2 separate regions of the Danio rerio genome follow, and region 2 is linked to region 1. A link is a contact called in public Micro-C data. All regions are on one chromosome and are shown on one strand. Each heading gives the region's core, a stretch centred on a gene start, on an enhancer-like site or on the middle of the called end of the contact. The rest is flanking DNA. Distances are from core to core; before and after follow the strand shown. Region 1 holds the start of coro1a (coronin, actin binding protein, 1A). Region 2 holds the start of cox6a2 (cytochrome c oxidase subunit 6A2).

What was found. A called contact is a pair of places that touch in the nucleus more often than the background predicts.
Region 2: a Micro-C map of caudal fin shows a contact between it and region 1, with 2.6 times the contacts expected there. The contact joins the promoter of cox6a2 here to the promoter of coro1a in region 1. A contact is called at or near these places in 2 of 18 Hi-C or Micro-C datasets (caudal fin and embryo) and 1 of 4 datasets of contacts at active chromatin or transcription factors (caudal fin).

The regions. Positions count from the first base shown.
Region 1 is chr3:29,727,694-29,731,048 of GRCz12tu, forward strand. coro1a (coronin, actin binding protein, 1A) reads right to left here and starts at 1,555. Exons shown (of 11, transcript NM_201114.1): 1 at 1,446-1,555.
Region 2 is chr3:29,826,432-29,829,786 of GRCz12tu, forward strand. cox6a2 (cytochrome c oxidase subunit 6A2) reads left to right here and starts at 1,833. Exons shown (of 4, transcript NM_001004680.1): 1 at 1,833-1,914; 2 at 3,236-3,316. The coding sequence starts at 3,238.

The DNA.
Region 1 (3,355 bases), core at 305-2,804:
TTAATTCCCTTAAATGAACTGTTACAGATGCTTCGGACAGAAACTGAATGCACAAGAGATTTGAAGTGTTCTTCATCTTTCTATCTTTAAAACTGAATTTAGGCAATATGCACTAAGAAAGAGGAAGGAAGGCGGAAACTAGCATGAAGTGACAGAGAAGGAAATGCTCGGCCTCTACTTCTCCAAGTCTGATGCCACGTTGTTTGCAGGTTTTAGTAATAAAGCATTTTACTGCATAACCCTCTTACACTGTAAAAATATGTAATGATAAATATTTTTATGTTGCTTTAACTTAAGTTAATCAAGTTTCAACTACATTTTTTTAAGCTATACAAAGTTTATATTGATTCAACAAAAAATACATAAGACCGCAAAAATGTTTTTACAGTCTATTATTTATTTATTTTTAATTCTTTCTCAATGCTATACCAAATACAGTCTTGTGCATATGCTGACTTTTGTGACTACAAATGTGTATTCATTTGCAGTCAGATCACCACATTCAGTCAAACACACTGTAAATGACAAAATAAGAAAACTGAGCATTATGCAAAGAAAGCATCATAGCTGGAGTAAATGCGGGAGTGCAGGAGATGTTCAGTTACACCACATCCTTCCACACAAACATGGAAACCACTGAGTTATTTCTATCAAAGATTGTCAGAATTGTTTCATTGTGATCATTAACATTTATTTGCACCCGGTTAACTTACCACGGCAGTTATTATATCCAAATACACTCATACACTCTATAATACTGCATGACTTCTTAATTTTTGCTTCCAAACACAATGGTAAAATGAGTGACTGTCAACACTGGTCAGCCAACCGTTCAGTTTCCTTCATCCATTTTTGTGTCTATGATGCTGTCATTCAGCCTAACTTTATAGTGTTCACCGGATGAAAAGCTATGCAAGTTTAAAACAAGTACATTAAAGCAATTTAATGTAGAATAGGTTTAACTAATCCTTCACAATTAACTCTGGTAGGATGAAATATATTTGTGTTTTGTTTTAGCTCCTCCAATCTACTTTTAGACAAACTGAGCAAACTGAATATAGTTTTCATGTCTATATGTATACTGTATGAATGAAGTGAGTTCATTACTTTATCAGCCATTTCATATTTAGTTCTCTTACTTAACTTCCTTAAATACTCAACTGTGCCTCGCCACAGTTAAAAAACTAGCTAACAAATCAATAAAATCAACCAACCAATTACAATCCAATTAATTCATTAGGAACGATTGACAGATTAGCATAGTTTAAAAAGCTAGCTACTCATCTCAACAGCATTTAGGCGTTGTGGAGGCATTTAGGCGCGCCCAAAACGCTACCTTGCCAGCTTACTAGGTTTTGAGACGCCGCCAAAGATGCTAAGTTTTGCACGGTTTCCAATAACGGCGGACACAGAAACATAGATTATACCGGGATGGGGGACTGTACCTGAGAACTGTGGCTGGAAAGGGACTGGCTCCTGAGGCGAGAGGATGAAGCGCCGAACTCTTGACAGATGGAGAGAAGTGGGTGAATGCCAGCGGTTGTGGCTGGAGCTCGATCTAAATCATGGAGGAAGTGAGAGTTTTAGATGTAGATGAGGATGGGAGGTGTCCTCGCTTTATGTTTCCTTTTAAAGTGATTTACGTGTATGAAACTGCACATCCCTTTATCTTGGTGACTTGTCAGCAACACAAACGTGTCGCGCGCGGGCGGTTTTGTCGACTCGTTTATCTCGTTATCGCTCTTACGCTTTTATTTGCAACAATAGATAACAGTAAGTAGTTAATTGCAAAATTACAGTAAATAACTTTACTCAAGAAAGCACCATGGCGACCATTTCTGCATTTAGGCTTATTATTGCATCATGTGGATCAACATTTTTTCTTTAATTGGCAAAACCAATTTAAAAATAATAATAAAATAAGTTCAGCAAAAATACATTAAAAGTACGTAGATTTTTATTTAGAAAAAAGTGTTTTGTTACAATTAAAAATTGTTATATCCATTATTCGCCTATTTATACTTTAAGACACTATAATGATGCAATTTAAAGGGTCAGTTCAACCAAACAATTCCTCACCACTTATTCATTTTCCTTCAGCTTAGTCCCTTTATTCCTCAGGGGTCACCACAGCGGAATGAACTGCCAACTTATCCAGCATATGTTTTACACAGCGGATGTCCTTCCAGCTGGGGAACCCCATACACACTCATTCACATTCTACAGTCAATTTAGTTTATCCAACTCATCACGTCTTTGGACTGTGGGGGAAACCGGAGCACCCGGAGGAAACCCACGTCAATTCGGGGAGAACATGCAAATGTAACCCTGTGGGTCCTACAGTGCCCAACCCGCTCTGAGTTGGGATTGAACCGGCGATACTTTGCATGGGAGTCGGTTGCTCTAACAAGGAGGCTAAAGACCATTGCCTGTAGCATCTGTCACTAGAGCATCTTTGGAGGTCAGAGGAGTAAGGTTTACCTGCACAGCATTTCACTAGCAGGCCTCAGCCACACAAACTCCACATAGAAATGCCAAGTGGCTCAGCCAGGACTCGAACCAGCGACCTTCCTGCTGTGAGGCGACAGTGCTAACCAATGAAACACTATGTCACCCTCCTCACCATTTACTTGGTGCTAAACTTTTGAATTTATGCCAACCAAGATATTCTGAAGAATGTTGGGGGGAAAGCAGCTAACATTCATAGTAGGTACAAAAGATACTATTGAAGTCAATGATTCTTCAGTATATCTTCCTTTGTATTTTTGTGTTCTTAACAGAATTAAGAAACTCCAACATTTTTCTTTTTCTTTTTTTGCTGGGTTGGGGGGCAACTTTCTATTTAATATGGCAAATATAAAACATTCATTTCTTTTCAGCTTAGTCCCTTTATTAATCAGGGGTCGCCACAGCAGAATGAACTGTCATCTTATCCAGTATATGTTGTTTTTACGCAGTGGATGCCTTTCCAGCTGCAACCCATCACTGGGAAACACCCATACACGCTCATTCACACTCATACACTATGGATAATTTAGCATGTCTTTGAACTTGTGGAGAAAACCAAAAGCACCCAGAGGAAACCCTCACGATTCGGCCCATAAAGCATTCGTTTAACCAGTTACACAATCCTGTTTCGGGCACAGTGACACAGTGGGTAGCACGATCGCCTCACAGCAAGAAGGTCGCTGATTCAAGCCTCAGCTGGGTCAGTTGGCAATTCTGTGTGTTTGTATGTTCTCCCTGAGTTTACGTGGGGTTTCCTCCGGGTGCTCAGGTTTCCCCCACAGTCAAAGACATGTAGTAAAGGTGAATTGGGTAAGCTAAAATTGTCCGTATTGTGTGTGTGTGTTTG
Region 2 (3,355 bases), core at 583-3,082, 99 kb after region 1:
AAAAACATTTCTAAAGGTTACTGCTCTTGTTCAAACAACATTTCCTCGAGTTTAGGAGTCAACATTAGAAATGTTCAGTTTATGGTGAGCAAATTCACACCAACACATTAAAAATATACTAAGTTACAAAAATGAGTCACAAAACAGCCCTAATAAAAAAAAAAATCAAAATGTATTAAATGCTTAATGGTATCATTTTCAGTCTGGAAGTGTCAAGTGTCAGGTAAATCAAAAATGCAAAAAATATACAAAATAACAAAATGACCTATCCTGTGTTTAGATAAACAGTGTAATCAGTGTCTACAGTGTAAGCAGTGGAACCTACAGAAGCTAACTACAGAAAGATAGGCTACTGTATGGAATTTGTAAGGTTTAAAAAGATGTTTAGATATTTTGATTACATTTAGTAATAATGGAATTACGTTAATATATGAAAAAATCTAACAATAGGGCCTACTTTCAGACGGCAGACAGCAAAACAGGAGTCAATGTTAGAAATGTTTAGTTTATGGTGAGCTACCAAGTTACAAAAATGAGTCACAAAACAACCCTAATCAAAAAGAAGAAGAAAAAAAACAGCTTAATGCTATCATTTTCAGTCTGGAAGTGTCAGGTCCATCAATAATGCAAAAAATATACAAAATAACTAAATGACCTATCATGTGTTGAGATAAACAGTGTTTACAGAGTAAGCAGTGTAACCAAGCTACAGAAGCTAACTACAGAAAGATAGGCTACTGTATGAAAATATGTAAGGTTTAAAAAGATGTTACGATATTTTGATTACATTTAGTAATAATGGAATTTCATTAATATATGAAAAAAATCTACAATAGGGCCTACTTTCAGATGGCAGACAGCAAAACAGGACCCACATCGCCACCTTGTGAAATATAAGCATACTGCAGTACATATTTATTATTTCATTGAGCACATAAAGTTGTCAGAATGTAACAGTTCTACATCATATCATGTAAAATAACGAGACAGAATTTGATAATAATCCAAAAACATTTATAATTAGACTATTCTTTTCATATTTTTATATTATATTTTAAGATGTTTAACTTTTTGTAAAGTGTTTCAGTGTAATGGAGAAGGAAAATAACCAAAATCAACTACATTTTCTGCTTTTTTCCATACATAGCATATTTTTAGTATAATTTAAGTATTGCTTTAATTTACTTTCATAATTAAAATCATTAGACATTTGAAAAAATACTTCACATTCAAACTTTATTTTTATCTTTTTTAATTCAGTAAAGAAATCTAAATTAGCGACCCTATTATGTTGTAACGTTTAAAAGGCCTCTGCGAATGTTTCGCAACATCCATCAAACAACACGACGGTGTGGTAAAGGAGTCAGAACTGTCAAACCAAAGGCTTACAAAAAGGGAAGTCAGTGTAGTACAAAACGAGAGAAAAAAAACTGAAAACCTAGCAAGAGTGAGGTGAGATAAGGTCACTTACGGTCAAAGAGTCACGTACACAAACACGCAGAAACCCAACCCGTCTCTATACCTCCTCTAGCCACCAACTGTCAACTATACAGTTCTGTATTAATAACTAGCCTACTTGTGTTCGTGTTTTCCACATGCTTATTAATTCAGACTTACACAGGTAAGCAGATTTCTACAATAAACTCTGCTTGTATGTCTGTAGCCAGTGGCTTGTACAATGTAAATCCACAGCTCTCCCTCTCTGTCTCTCCATTACAGATCAGTGCATGCACTTGACCAAATATAAACTTGGCAATTGTTGGCAAACTGACAGATTTCAGCAGGGAGGAGTCTCAGGGTTTAGGCCAGGACAGACCAAAGGACAAACAGACAGAGGTGTAGAAAGAGAAACTGACTAATAACTGAGGGACAAAGAACAAAAACATTTGACCGACCCCCTTTTGAAGAGAAAATGTAAGTATCCTTTGCGTTAGACATATAATCTTAGCTGTTTAAAGTGTTAAATATTAACATAAGTGAAGGAGCTTTTCATACTTTTAACAGCAGTAATGCAACATATGACCCACATTGGAAAGCTTGCTTGTCCTTGCGCAGGACATGAGGTTTATTCAGCTTATCAAAAATTATCTCATCTGAATGTACAACAGGGTTTTATTAATGCTAAATGTTTGTAGTTTTAAGGGGTTTAAGATATCAAATAGCATTGAGTGTTGAAGGACAGGAAAAAGCGCAGAGGCTTTTAAAGTGACGAGATAAGCAGCAGGCCACAGCCTGGCTAACACATTTTTAGAGGACTTTTTTTTTTTTTTATTAGATTTAAAAACTGTAACTGTAACTGTATAAGAAGGTGGCTAATAGATGTATTGTTTGGTTTGGTCAGTATCTAGCCTTTTTGTCTTGCTGAACTACTCTTTAGAAACAGTAAATGTACAAATAGATGCAAAACGTTCAACTGCATACATTCTGCCATGCTTCAGTTTTCACCTCATGCTGTTGTCATGTCACGGTTTACTGACATGGTTTACGATTGTGCTAAAACACACCACTGAGACTGAGCTGACATTTTGTGGCTTTGTAAATAAGTGCAAAGCTGTTATATCTGACCTTTGCACAACTTCTCTAGAATTCTCAGTTTTCTTAAATGTATTTTGTGCTGTAAATCAAGAAGTATTTTAGTTTATTCAAGAATACATCACAGTGATAGTAAAGAAAGACAAAGTTTAGAATACAAAATAAATGCTGTTCTTTTTAACTCCCAAATTAATACAAAAAATTCTTTAATATTAAGCAGATTTTGCATTGATAATAATACAAAATGTTTCTCCAGCAGCAAATCAGACTATTAGCATGATTTCCGAAGGATGATCTGAAACTGAAGAATGATGCTAAAATATTAGCTTTCTTACCACAGTAATGAGTAACATAAAATATAGTACAATAGAAAGCAGTCAAATTAATGTGTCTGGAAGGGTGTATAATGCATGAACCATATTTCAGAGTAGTTGGTAGTTCATTTTGGTTTGGTGTTGACCACTGATAATTTAGGGACTAAGCCGAAGGAAAGCGAGTAAGCAGTTGATTAAAAAAACATTATAAAAATATCCAAACAAAAATATATTACATTGTAATAACATTAGCATTTTAGATATTTCAAAATGTCTATCAGATAAATGCAAAAAGATCAATTAAACAGGGCCGAAGTTGTCATAATATTCATTGCAAGCATACATATTACTAATAATCTTAAATCTTGCTCACTGTTTTTTTGCTTTAGAGATGGCGATGTCCCCCACTGCTATAGTGGCCCGCCGGGTTCTGGCTGCTGCATCAGCAGGGAGCCACGAGGGAGGAGGAGGTTTGATATACTTAAATACATTTAATTCTGATCCAAGCA